Linked DNA regions of Mus musculus: region 2 is linked to region 1. A link is a contact called in public promoter capture Hi-C data. All regions are on one chromosome and are shown on one strand. The core of a region is the stretch at or near the end of the contact, and the rest is flanking DNA. Distances in the headings are between cores, read along the strand shown.

The links. Promoter capture Hi-C pulls out the DNA fragments that hold promoters and counts their contacts.
Region 2: a contact with region 1 is called in a promoter capture Hi-C map of 3T3-L1-derived adipocytes, with 4 times the contacts expected there. A contact is called at or near these places in 11 of 39 promoter capture datasets (the 3T3-L1 cell line, 3T3-L1-derived adipocytes, cranial neural crest and 6 more), 16 of 484 Hi-C or Micro-C datasets (the HL-1 cell line, Sertoli cells, brown adipocytes and 6 more), 8 of 130 datasets of targeted methods (astrocytes, embryonic stem cells, heart atrium and 4 more) and 1 of 9 other capture datasets (adipose tissue).

The regions. Positions count from the first base shown.
Region 1 is chr19:36,700,735-36,708,134 of GRCm38.p6, forward strand. No RefSeq gene overlaps it. Among named protein-coding and RNA genes, the nearest start is that of Hectd2os, 15 kb to the left of the region's middle.
Region 2 is chr19:36,732,214-36,739,330 of GRCm38.p6, forward strand. It overlaps Ppp1r3c (protein phosphatase 1, regulatory subunit 3C), which reads right to left and starts at 4,391. Exons shown (of 2, transcript NM_016854.2): 1 at 4,340-4,391; 2 at 1-2,141. The coding sequence starts at 4,353. The coding sequence ends at 1,202.

The DNA of each region.
Region 1 (7,400 bases), core at 332-2,831:
TATATCTATTGTATAAAACAAGTTCTCACAGGACAGGGGGACGTTCCGGCTGGAGGAAAACTTCAGAAAGGAGCTTTGGAAACGGCCCTGGAGGACTGTTGGAATTTGTAGGCTTATAAAACTGAAATACTTTCCTAGGGTGAGCAGATGGGACTTCACACGCAAGCATGATCCTCACTCTCCTCGGAACCTACTCAACCTACCCACCTTTTCACCTGGCTACCTGACTCTTCCTTGTGTACATTATCTTCAGATCTCAGCCTGCCAATCCCCCTGAGCTATGGTGGGCTTCCCTGCAGAACTCCCCTGTACCAGTGGGTTTTCCTCATGATACCCAAGGCTAGCGCATGATGAACCAGTTGCACTCACACCAAGGCAGGATTTGTGCCTGGCTCTAGGCACTTGGGAACCTTTAGGGTCTAGCCCAGGGTCTGGCACAAAGCCAGCACTCACACTCGGAGACTGTTAGGGATATGCACAGAGGAGACCACCTACCGGTCTCAGGCATGACCACCTACCGCTCCACTCACACCAGAGTCAGAAGACCATTTGAAGCAGAAAACCACCCCTCTCCTTGATTAACTAAGGACAAACAGACAAAAAAGCCTGCAGATCCTGGATTTATTCATCTCAATTCATTTCTAACTGGAAGCCAAACCAGCACAGACAGACAGCTATTTGTAATCCTAATGTTGCTGACAGACTCCTACAGGGTCGCACTCCCTGAAGCAGAAGTCAGAAGGATAAGAAAGATGGTGGATGTAAATGAAAAATATGGACGCTTTCCAATAATCCTGTGGCTTCTCCAGGAATCTAGATCAGTCTAGCTACGATGGTTAAGGCTGTGGGTGGTAAACTGAAACACCAGGAATGTTGGCCCAATGGGGAAAATGCTCCTGAATTATGTAAGAGATGCAACCAGGTTCTGCAAGCAAGTTCTCTTTTTAAAATGAAAACCCTCTTTCAGAATCTGGGAGCTGTTTTGATGAAAGATTAATTTAGTGGTCTGAGACAGGATCCACTGCAGCACACAGTGCTACCTCTGCTACCTCCAGTGGTTTGCCCAGAGACCCACTGCAGAGCCTTTATTCCAAGGTATTTAAATTAAGACATCTCCTTTCCAAATCGGGCTGTGATTTGTCAAAGCTGCAATTCTTCTCTTAGCTTCCAGTTTCATGTCCATCTGTTTGTTTACCAAGTCTCGGCTGATCTTTTTAGCCCCAAATATAAATACTTCCACGACTGCCAAGGATTTCTAAATACAAGTGAGACTTCAGAACGTGGCTGTCTCTTACAGAAAGATGTTATCAGACCCTAGCACACCCAGATTGGCTTCTGTGAAAACAAACAGACTTGAAGTCCAGCAGGAGCAGAGCTTTGGGAGAATCACAAATGTGGCTGTGTGTCTTCCTGGCGGAGGTTTCACGAATTCCCAAATACAGCAGAGGATCTTCTGAGAGCAACTCAATTCAGATCAACCCCAAACAAGAGCAAGCTGAAGGATTCCAGTGTAGGCTGTGGGCCGACACAAAGTCAAGAGGGCTTGACTCTAGGGAGCAGGATTTCTGGCCAAAGAACAACCACAGTTACAGTTGCCCTTTGAGATATCGGAGTTCTGCTTGCCCACTTTAGGAAATCAGAGAGCCCTTCCAATGATGATTGACAGCATCCCTGCTAAGTCTGAGAGGCCTCTTGAGAGAAATCACTTGTTTGTTCCTTGACTCAAATTTCTGCTTCCTGGTCTTGCGAATTAAAGACAGTAACAGGCTGGCATCTTCTCTGAATTTAGTGTGGTTCAGGTTATCTGCCTGTAGGGAATGAACTTGGCACCAGTCTGGGTTTTTCCTATAGTCTTCTGGCTCTGAAATCTAAATCCAACCATTTCCATCAGGACCTCAAGATGACAGCCTGCTACGGGATTCACCAGAGACTCGTGTGCACAGTGACACTGGTGGCCTTTTAAAGATTGAATTTCCCTGTCTTTAGATATACCACCCTGCTACTACACAGGCATGGCCCACCTCACAAACTAACAATATGTGCTGGTTCTTGAAGGCATTTTTGCTCTTTTGCCTCGGTGGGGACTATTTTGGGGAAAAAAATCTATATCCTTCTTGATCTCCCTTAAAAAAAAAAATCTAAAACTCAACATCAGCTTCTCATCAAAATTTAAGACTAGCACTGTGCTCCTAGGTGACTCTGTCAAGCAGAATGGCCCCATGTGTTATTCGGAGAGTCAATAGTGACAAATGACTAGGCTTCTTGAGGTTCTGTTTTGTTCTGTGTTGTTTTGCTGGAGGTAGGGTGCTCATGCATGCCGAGACCAAATTCAAGTACCAAATTCTTCATGTTCGCCATCCTATCCTTGATCCATTAGGCTAGGCCTGCTGGCCAGTGAGCCCCAGGGAACTGCCTATCACCATCGACACAATGCTGGGACTACAAGTGCAGACCACAGTGCCCAAGTGTTTTTTACACGGTTTCTGGGGGCTGAACTCAGGTCTTCACGCTTGCAAGGAGAGCACATCACTGATGGAGCTCTCTCTCCAGCCTGATTTCTGATGGTTTTTCTTGTATTTGTTTTATTTTTATATTTGTGTGTCAGAAGGCTTGGGTGGGTATGTGGTTGTAAAATAGGCATGGGGGGGGGTAGTCATGAGTGTGGGTATGAAAGTGGCCCAGCAAGCAAGTGATGGTCAGAGAACAACCCTAACCTGAACCCTAACCTTAACCCTAACCCTAACCCTAACCCTAACCCTAACCCTAACCCTAACCCTAACCTTTCCACCTTGCTCAAGACAGGATTCCTTTACTGTTTTTCTGGGCCTGTGACATGCTCTCTAGCCATGTAAGCCATGGGAAGTATCCTGTCTCTGTCTCCCATCTTATCATAAGAGCACTGGGATTCTATGCTCTAGCGTCTTTGGTACATGAAAATACTCTTCATGATACCAAAAGAGAAACAAAAACTAAGCCAGCCACAACGCTTTGATCTACAATGGTGTCCTGCCTGCAAGGAATGCTAGAGCAATGGGGGCACAAAGCTTGTGGGACTAAGCAATGTCTGATTTGACTTAAAGTCTATGAGATGGAAGCCATTTACAACACTGGTTAGGTGACCACCAGAGACTAGATAGTCCAAAGACCCAGGGAAAAACAAATACAACTGTTCTAAAAAAAAAAAAAAAAAAGGAAAAGAAAAGAAAAGAAAGAGAGAGAGGAAGAAAAATGTACTGATAATATGATTCCCATTGATATTCTGCTACACTCGTATATCAATTCCTTATTCAGCCATCTTCAGAGAAGTTTCCTCCTACAGCAGACAGGAACAAATGCAGAGATCCAGAATCAGGCATTACACAGAGAGTGAGAGACCTTGGAACACTCATCCCTAAATGGAAAGTCTCCATCAAATCCCTCCCTTCAGAGCTCAGGGACCCAGTGGAAACGGAGGTGGAAAGATCCAGAGAGGAAGGAGGACCCCAGCAGACCGTGGTCCTCTGAATCAACCGAGCAAAGCTCATATGAACTCACAGAGACTGAGGCAGCACACACAGGGCTTGCACCTGGTCCTCTGCATATACACTAGGGCTGCTCATTTGTGCTTTTATGGGATTTTTTTGGGAACAGGTGGATCTCCGATTCTTGTGCCTTCTCTTGGGCTCTTTTCCTTCTGTTGGTTTGACCTGCCCAACTTCAATACGAAAGGGTTTTATTATATTTTATTTTGTTATGTTTTGCTGTTACCTCCTGGAAGCTTGTCTAAGAGACTGAAGGGAGGCAGATCTGGATGAAAGGGGAGGAGGGAGGGATAAATGCATACACATTGACTCTTTAGACACATACCAACCCTTCTAAGCCTCTACTGTGATTTGAGAATTGTGGGGAAAGTTATCACTTACATAGGAAGTAGGACCTGAGCTGGGAAGTCTATAAGGAAGGTGTCTGTTTACAATAGATGAACAAAACTGCAACTTTTCCTTCATCATTTCGATAATCCAGAAATTCTCATTGTTCCACTAAAAAGGGTAAGTTAATAATACATGAGTCTTCTCTAATGAAAGTTGGCCATTGGAATTCTGGGAACAGGGTTTCCCCATGAAGATTCAAAACTCAGTCAGTGAGCTAAATCAAAAGCATGCCCACTGACCTTCAATTCTTGGCCATCATTGCCAACTACAAAGCAAACAACTGAAAAGCAAACAGCCATAGACGCTGTTGGCTAGGAGAGACGGAGAACGCTTGCATGCAGGTCTGTCCTACGGGTCGTTTACACGTGCTGCAAGCCATTTTTTCATTAACTAGTCAATGACAGCCAAGCCAGCCCAGTCAAGAGTCTCAAGAGGGGTCCCCCAGCCAGCCCAGTCAGGGGCCCGGGGCTGCCTTGTTTCCCACATAACCTATCCAATCATCTGCCCTCCTTACATCGCTTACAGGAAAAGACAAACTTAGTCTGTTTCCCTTTTATCTAGAAAACAAGAGACTACTTTCTCCAGCTTCTGCCTTCCCGTCAGTCTGTGCCCCACCCCACCCCCCCTACACCCGGTCTTCATGAACCTCAATCTTTGATTTTCCAGTCACTGTTACTTCCTGTGTTCCTCATGCTCTTGCGAACACGATCCGTGTGCACCATCTCTTTTTCTCTCCATCTGTCCCACCCCCACTGTCCTTTAAGTCCCCACTCAAGGAACCATTTTAACCAGCTCACTTTAAGGTAGCTCCTCCCGTGCAGCGACGTGGGGTTCCCCTCTGTCTGTTTCTACTCACTGCTTTCCCGGACATAAGCAGTGAGCAGAGCAGAAGTCTTGTTTGAGACTTCTTTAGTGGTCCCCGCCCATTCTTGTAAGTACAAATGAGTCCATTAAGACCCTGAGAGTGCCTGGTTGACGCATTCCCCTTCAAGGTTCATGGAGAAAGCCTTTGTGGGCCAAGTTCTAAAGTCCCCTCCTGCCCTCCCCACCCGCCCATGCCTGCCAAAGGCATCTAAAACACACTGCAGCGTGCTCTTCTTTCGTTGGCAAGGAAGCAAGTCCAACACTCTGCTTTCCCGTTTCATTAAGGTTGGAGGTCATCCAGGAAAGGGTCCAAAGAGATCTTTTGAAGGAGTGGAACTGGACTGGGGGAGGGGGATTGGTCTCTCTCTCAGTCTCTCTCTCTCTCTCTCTCTCTCTCTCTCTCTCTCTCTCTCTCTCACACACACACACACACACACACACACACACACACACACACACCACTTCCTTTCTCCTTAGCCTGCTTCCCTCTCTGAAAAGAACAAGCTTTCACTGTGGATTTCTTCAGTTGAGGCCTCCGCCAGGACTTGGCTCTGTCTGGGATGAGGCTATACCCGGAAGAACCAGCGCAATGGCTCAAGGTCAGAGAAATTATCTGGGACAGAACCGGCAGAAGGAGGTGGCACCAAGATCGCTAGGAGAGAAGGGAAAAGAAGATAAGGGACAAGGAAAATAGAAGTATGTGTTAAATGGAAGCCAGGAAAAAAAAAAAAAGTTGAACCTATTTACCCCCTTAGCGCCACCACCACCGCACCACCACCACACCCCCTTCTCCCCCACACACCTTCACAGAAATACATTCTTTGTGTTTCCTCCCCTTCTCTGTTCCTCAAGGCCTTTCTGTAAATAAACAGTGAGGCCAGGGCTGCCAGCAGCCCGCTGTTCACTCTTACCGTGTCCCAGCGAATGCTGATGCCTGTCTTTCCTTCACGGCTTGCACAGTCCTTTGCCATGTGTAATCTCCTCTGACTCTGGCATCTCACACTTACAAAGTCCTGTGAGCCCCTGTCAGTCTCATCCTCAGAGAGGGGCACTGGGGGCCCTATAGCCACACCCTACCAGTTCTTAGTTTTACAATTAGATGGTTCAATTACCACTCAAAAATAAATAAAACAGATCACATATGGCCCAGCATGGTAAACGTGTCTTTAATCCTCAGCACTCAGGAGGTAGATGCAGGTAGATCTCTATGAGATCAAGGCCAGCCCTGTCATTCATATATATATATATATATATATATATATATATATATATATATATATATATATATACACACACACACACACACACACACATATATATATATATATACATACATACATATGTGTGTGTGTGTGTGTGTGTATTACCTTTTTAAACTTTTAAGCAACACACAATAAGTGTATATATTTATGGAATACAATTTACACTGTGGAATGATTACATAAGGCTAATCAATAGACTCACGATCTCACAACACCTTGACTGTGCTGACCCCTCAGGATTCCTGTGGAATGGGAGTGAGATCATACAGGAGAAAGGCTGATTCTGTCAGGACAGTCAGCAGCGGATATGGAAATGGAAGATCTGGTGGTGTCGTAATGACCTAAATCCTAGCTACAGGGCCAGCAGTACTTGATCCACAACTATATCGCTTTTTTGCCACTGTCCTCAACTGTTCTATCAAATCATTTCCCTATCCCCATACCACTTTAAAATAGTTCGGAGTCTACTGTCAGTTACTCGAGTTTGGTTCAGACCAGTTCTGATGCTTCATCTGATATCTTGCTTTAGCTCACGCCCTCAGACTTCCCATAGAGCTGAGTCTTGCTGTGAAGGAGGATGAAGCGGATAGATTCCAGCAGCGTCTCCTCTCTCCTCTCCTCTCTGAGGCTCTCCTGGTCAGTCAGAGGGGGCCAAAGAGGACACAGAGCTTAAACAGTTCTTAAACACAGACCACACACAAACACACCACAGACACACACAAACATACACCACACACACACATACCACACACAAACATACACCACACACACACATACCACACACACACACATACCACACACACACACATACCACACACACACACATACCACACACACACACATACCACACACACACACACACACACATACACAGACACACACATACACACACACACACATGCACACAAACACACACATACCACACACACACACATACCACACACACACACATACCACACACACACACACACACACACACACACATACACAGACACACACATACACACACACACACACACACACACACACACACACACACACACACAGCTCTTGCTCCTGTTGTTCACCTCACAGGCCGTGTCGTGGGATAGCCCCTTGGCCAGAGAGTGGCACTGTAAGTGGGAGCCAACAAGCTGACCCAAGTCCAGTACTTTCCTCCATGTCCGCTGGCGCATAGAAAGGTTTGAGCATCCTGCCTACAAAGTCATAGAAGGTACCCAGCCATCACCAGCCCTTCTTCTAGTCCAGACTGCTGCTTCTGTCCTAGAATGGGGCCAACATCAGGACCATTGCCCCAGGCAGAGGTTCCACCAAGAAATAATACAATAGTGTTTCCTCTAAGGTACTCTCCATTCTGCCTTGA
Region 2 (7,117 bases), core at 3,141-5,640, 34 kb after region 1:
TTGTGTACACTGATGGCCCTCCTGATGATTTCAGAAGGACACCAGTGAATAGACCTTCAAATAAGGTCCTAAACATTCATGAGTTATTAGATGAGCATTCAGGTAACTGGTTTAAACAGCTACAGTGTTGTGGTTTAATGGAGGCACTGAAAGAGCTCTCTTTGACACGATGTGGAGTCCCTACATGCTGCTAGTCACTGGTGACAACATGCCTGATGTCAGGCAGCATTCTGTAGCAAGAACCCAAGAGTGATGCCTTCATCACAAAGCCGCTTATCCAATTAAGAATGCAAAGCCAGATGTGCTTCAACACTCTCTAAAACATGGTTCCTGGTAGACCATGTTTAAACTGAAAGGATTCACTTGAGATCTTTTGATATCATCATTTCCTTGAGACAGGGACTTGACTAGCCCAAGCTAGCCTCCAACTTTCTGTGTGCCAAGGATGACCTTGGATTTCTAATCCTCCTGCCTCTGCCTTCCCTATAACATACTGGGATTAGAGGCATGTGCTGCCACCCCCAGCTGTATGATGCTAGACCTGGAACCCAGGTCTTCATGCATGCGAGGCAAGCACACTACCAACTGAGCTACATCTCTAGCCCTCAAGATCTTGATTCTTCAGTTCATCTTCTCCCCCAGTACCATCCAACATCCTTTTATTTTCCTATACAAGGATGCATAGAATGGATTTCTTTCCCATCTTTGAGCTATTTCCTCAGGAGAAGCCTGCAGAACCCATTCTGAAACACAAGATAACTTTATGTGTTCCCACCAATGGCTTAATATCCACTTAACCATGGCTCCTCCGCTGACTCGAGCCCTCGGCATATACATTTCACATTCCTCACACCCTTACCACAGCGTTCCATCACCATCAACAGTCCTCAAACCTTTCCTTGGTCAAAGTGAAAGCTGGTGAACTGAGAGGGAAATGATGCACCTCCCAAAAAAAGGTGTCGCTTGTATAAAACTAGTTCCCAGGCTGTCCTTGATCCTTCAGAACAAAGCTGGTGGCATCACCCTCAAAAACCCCCAACAATGAATTCTCAAGTAGCTATAGCTTCTATAGCCAGGCCCCAACAGCTCATACCTAAATCTACTGATAGAAAGTAACTACGACTTCCTAATATTGAGCAATACAGATCTAGAATTGCATGAGGATTATGATCAGACAAGGGCAGTGTGTAGATTGCCTAACTCATCGATAGGAGGTCAAGTTCTCCACTCTCCCCCAGCTCTGCCACTCTGGGAAGAGGCCGCTAGCAAGCCTTGGACTGCCAAAGACTGTGGGCTCTATCTCAGTCTTAGGGGGCCCCTGTTGGAATGCACAGTCTTTGGGTGCCACCTGAGTCTGCACTCCGTCAGGTTTCCATTGCACATGGACAATTCTGTAATTCTGACCCTCATTGTTGTCCCAGAAGATCCTCCCATTAGCGTGATAAGAAATGCAGAACTCAATTTTCTCCTCAGTTGGAATGACACGGGGCAAGTCGATGGCAAAGGAGAAGGTGTCGCTGTCTGAGCTGCTGTAAACATTCTTCATGTAGACACAGTCCACATCTGTGTAGGTTTTCCAGGTGTCAAAGGTGATCCGGACCTGAACCTTCTTCTCAAAGCTCACATTCTTCACTTTCACTGTCCCGGTCACCGTCCGATCTTGCAAAGAGCAGTTCTCGAGGCAGACAAAGTTCTTCTGAAAGCGGTCCCGGAAACTTAAGTAGTCGGTTGAGGGCTGGGGAAAATCAAAAACCAAATTTTTCTCCTCGTGAAGTTTTAAGCTGGAGGAGATATCGTTAAGGTCCAAGAGATCAAACTGCAGGTCCCACGCTGGTTCTTCTGGAAGGTCGGAGAAGACATGGATAGCAGTGAGTGACAGCCCCTTGGAGTCCGCAAACACGACCCGCTTCTTGGCTTGGTTGTGTGGGCTCTTCCACTCACTCTGCGATTTGGCTTCCTGCTTGACACTGAGACATGGTTTCAAAGGTTTCAATTTATTCACAAAATTTCTTCGTTGAAAACCATTGTAAGGACCCAGGAAACTCTTCAGAGGTGGTGAATGAGCCAAGCAAATCCTCATGGCCATGTCCACGGGCATGACGGAACTTGTCAAAGGACGTGGATCTAGCACATGGATCATTCTGGAATGAGAAAAAAAAAAAAAAAACAGTGGTAATCACCGAGGTCTGGAGTCGTCTTCCCCTGGTCCCAAATGCACACACACTAGTACTCCAGTGCAGAGAGGTGCTATCACGTGGAGAAAAGGAGAGCACTGGGGTGATGAGATCTACAGTCTAGCTCTGTGCTTGGCAGGCTGCTGGGCCCATGTGTAAACTGCCTGAAACACTCAGAGAGGATTCAGTTTCTCCATCTGAGAAACAAGAGGGCTCTATCTGAACAAGTCTGACACAGCTCTTGGAATTATGTACTCTGTTCTGGGCCAGTGGTTCTTAAACCTGTCAGATCAACAAGACCTGAGAAGTTTCTTTCCTTTAGAAAAAAAAAATTCAGATTCCGGGGACTTAAAACCACTACAGTAGAGCTTCATGGCATGGAGCCAGAAAGGTAAATATGTTCTTAAAGCTTCCCCCAAAAGAGTCCATTGGCCAGACAGCTTCTTCCATTATCACAGTCCCAGCCTCTCGCTCCCTCTGGCTGCTGTTTCCTATTTTGGCTCTCGAACCGGTTTTACTTCTCAGGAGAAGTAATCCACTTGGGAAACAATAAATGAAGCAATTCTTAAAATGTCATGCTGTCCTTAGAGTGACAGTAGGTGACGCTTGTTAAAAGAAAGAATGACTTTTTCATTTTATCACAGTCATCCTCATTTTTTCACAAATGACCAACTGCAACACCAGCCAACATCTCACAGACTAAAGGAAAAACTTTAAACAATCTACAGTTCATATAGAAAGATGCCCATGACAGGTCCAACTATAAAGGGAATAGCTACCTGCAGGGATAACAGACTTGTTCATTCTGACCAGTAATAACCACTTTACTATAGCTCTGTCTTGTAGCCTGCAGTGTACATTATATATACACAACATAAAGTAGTTTTAAAAACTGATAACCAGAAAATGAGCTGTTTTAAAATACACTGAAGATATATGAATTTATAAATACTGAAAACTACAAAGGAAAACACTAAGATGTTCATTATCTTTGACTGATGGAATTATAGCATCTACTGGTTTGGGCTTCTATGATGTTTCCTGTTGTTGAGCAGGTCCTATTTACAAGTAGGAAGGCAATAACAATAGTTTGCATCAAACAAAGAACCATCCATCAAGACTTTTCTGGCCTTTCTTTCCCTTGAACCACACTATAATTCCACACTTACAGAATTAGGTTTTTCCTCTCCAATGTCAGCCTTATAAATCAAAGAAACATGAAATACAGTAGGTGCCATTTTGGAGTCTGGGGCTTTATTAATTATTTATTCTTTAACAGTTTATATATGTATATAACATATTTTGATCATAAATATAGTCTGGCTTGAAGAATTCTCTTCATACCAGTGCTAAGCACAGCACCCTGTATATGGTCATCATCACAAAGTGGCCTGTAAAGAATGTATACTGAACTCACTTTAATAGCTCTAGGGTTTTTCTGAGAGGATTACAAACTTCCAGCAACAAAACCTCAAAGTCTATTTGTCTCACAACCATTAAGAGGCAGGATTTGGGGAGGGAGAATTCTTGGACTAAGTTACAACTGGAGATGCAACATTTCGTGAGATGGTCTTGGTTGCCTGGTTGATGGAGCTGTTGTTCGTTTTTTATTGGTTGAGCTGTTCTTGTTTTTCTTTTTGTTTTAGTTTTTTTGGTTTTTTTCCTTTTTTACTCCTGCATTTATAGAAAGTTTTAGTAGTGGGCTATTTCCCTGGAATTCTAAGTCCTGGCCAAGAGTTAAAAATAATAGCTTGCTCAAACTCTAAGACTGCATTTTCTATGACAAACCAGGAGAGGGGAAGTGGGGAAAGAAGAAATGCAAAATCCTCTACCTTTTGCCACAGGCTAAACTACCTCATCAATAAAACTAAGCTGCACCCAAGTGTTTGGGTCTTTGAGCTCAAAGGCAACAGAGTCACTTCAGCAAAGGAATCCCAGCTAAAACTGACTCACTAAGGCAGTTTCTACTGTGAGATGTAGATTCCCAAAACAGGCGCTAAGAAATACAACTCAAATTCCATCCCTTCAAAGCCTCCGGGACGATTCAACTCAGCCATCAACCTGGGAGTCTCCCATCTGCAGAGAAGACAAAACCACAAAAGCCCCCAAAGTCCCCGCAGCTGCAGGCTCCCCTCCATTCGGGCGCAGAGTTGCACTGAACCTACCTGGTGCAGCTCATTGGACCGAGAGGCAGCGGCGACCGCGACAACCGCACCCTGAGCAACTTCGCACTCAGTACTTAAGAGGATGCAGCGCCGCGGTCCAGCCGGCCGACTGACCGCAGGCAACCGGGAGGCAGCTTATCAAAGCCAGATCACGTGAACCGGTCCCTCCGACCAATCAAAGGCCGTGCGCCCTGACCAACCACTGTGCAGCTGGGGCACGAGCCCCTGCCCCTGGAACGTGATCACCGCGGGGCTGGATGTGACCAGAGCGTGCTGGAAGGCGGCCGTAGAGTCCCTGAGCCCTGGGCCAGCGGGATCCAGCCGTGTTCCCGGAGCCTGGCGTGCAGCACGTAGCTCACGGCTCGCAGCTGGCCTTCTGCAGCTTGTGCGAGCCTGGCGGGGTCTTCTATGGAAACGCGTAGGTCTGTGCAGAGTTGAATCTGAGCTCAGAAAGTTGTGGCTCCGCCCGGTGTCTGTGTTATTTGAAATGCTTGTGATGCTCCTTGCTTTGTGTCCAAGCACCTTGGCCCAAGCAAAGAGAAGTTGGCTGGCTCTTCTTCCTCCACAAATAAAGTCACACAGCCACTCAAATGTTAAGAAAACACGTGAGCCCATGAAACGAAGTGGCCGTGTGTGTGTGTGTGTGTGTGTGTGTGTGTGTGTGTGTTTCCCTCTGAAGACAGAGGCAGAGAGGGCCAGTCTGTACAGCCTAGCGAGACTCTGCCTCTGAATAAGCAAATGGAGACTATGTGCTGACCTATTCAGTTCTCTGCTTGGGAGAGAGAACTATAGGCCAACATGAAGTTACTGTCCTTGCTCATTGTCACCAATTGCAGCAGACAGCCCAAATCCCTAGACTGAGTTATGACATCCTTAGGCAGAGGTCAAAATCACAGTTGATTTCATGCCCTACCCACCCAGCGGCTTTCGCTGAGATTTCTTTCTTTTCTTCTGTGCACATAACCAACACAAAGCAAAACTAAAATAAATATTTTTTAAAGAAACGTCTACTGAACATCACAGAGGAAAAAACTTGATAATTGGACTTTTAAAAACTAAAAAGTTCGACCGGGTGTGGTGGTGCATGCCTTTAATCCCAGCACTCTGAAGGCAAGAGTCTGGAGGATCTCTGTGAGTTCGAAGCCAGCCTGATCTACAGGATGAGTTTCAGTAGTTACACAGAGAAACCCTGTTGGGGGGAGAGAGAGCAAGGCGCGCGCACGCGCAGGGGCGGGGGGAGGCATATCTGTTAATCAAATATAAAATTGTTTTCTTCTTTTGTTTTTTGTTCTTCCCCCTTTCCTTTCCTCCCTCCGAACATTCCTACGTTCCTTGGTCTCTTTCAAATTCATGGCCCTTTTTCCCCCTACTTGTTGTTCTATGCGTATGAATACTGATTATTTTTACAAAGTCCATGACCTAGCTCTGCTTGGCTATCTAGAAGCCAATTAGAATGTGCAAAAAATTCCTCTGTCATGTAACTGTCAGACTCAAGAATTGTTACAATGGAGTAAAGAATAAGAACCATGCTATGGGGCTGGAGAACGGCTCAGAGGGTAGGAGTCCCTTGCTCTTCTTTCCACAGACCAGAGAGCAGGTCGTACCACCCAGCTCAGGCGCTCATACACAGCCTGGAACTCCAGCTTCAGGGGCTCTACCGCCCTCCTCTGGCTTTTGCAGGACCTGCACACATGTGCACATAACCAACACAAAGTAAAACTAAAATAAATATTTTTTTAAAGAAACGTCTACTGAACATCACAGAGGAAGAAACTTGATAATTGGACTTTTTAAAGATTTATTTTTATATTAGACATATGAGTGTTTTTTACCCCTCTGTATGTATGCATACCACATACATGTAGTGCCCTCAGAGGTCAGAGGTGGGCACTGGATACCCTGTCATTGGTTGTAAGCCACCACGTGGGTGCTGGGAACCAAACCCTGGTCCTCTACCAAGGGTAACAAGTGCTCTTAGCCGCTGGACCATCCCTCTCTCTCCCTCTCTCTCTCTTGGGCTTTACTTCTGAATAAAGCACCTGACCAACAGCAGAACTAACGCCCCTCTCAAGATGGCCAAGACCACGTGAAAGGCCAATGTTTAGGGTTTTAATCCTCACCTGAACCCAGGCAAGTTCTAGCCTCAGATTCCTGTTGTGCAATATGGAGATGGTAAATTTGCTTTGAGGAATAAACTTGTGTGTATCAGCAACATCCCACGTTAGAGCTCAGTTCAATACTCGATCCTCCTGTGCTCATTTCTACTCTCACCTCAGCAAAGTTAGTACCTGAGAGAAGCAGCAGTCACCACCATGCATGGCTCATTGAGTCTTATCATGGGCCAAGCATGCGCACCATGTCATCTGTTAAATACTTACAGCATCCTACATGGAACTGCCTGTCATAAATACCATCTTAGATAAAGGAAAACCATTAGGAGATCAAGAAACCTGGCCGGGACCTTCCAAGTAGAGTTGTGGCTCTCTGGGATCAGAACCTGCATGCAGGATAACTGCCGTCTGCCCCATTCTGGCTTCCTTTCATTAATGGTCAGTTACAAGGATAAAGACAGGAGGCGCCTTGTGTATTGTTGGCTTCAAACACTTTGTGTTTCACAGTTGATAAATCTAAACCCCGAGGAGGAAGCAGAGCTGGTAGCCAAGGGCTGGTTAGGTCAGAGCCAAAACTAGAATCTTGGATAGGCCTTTTCTCTACGCAAACCGTATATGCTGAGATAAAGGGTGACTATTACCAGCTAAAGCTATGAAACAGCACACT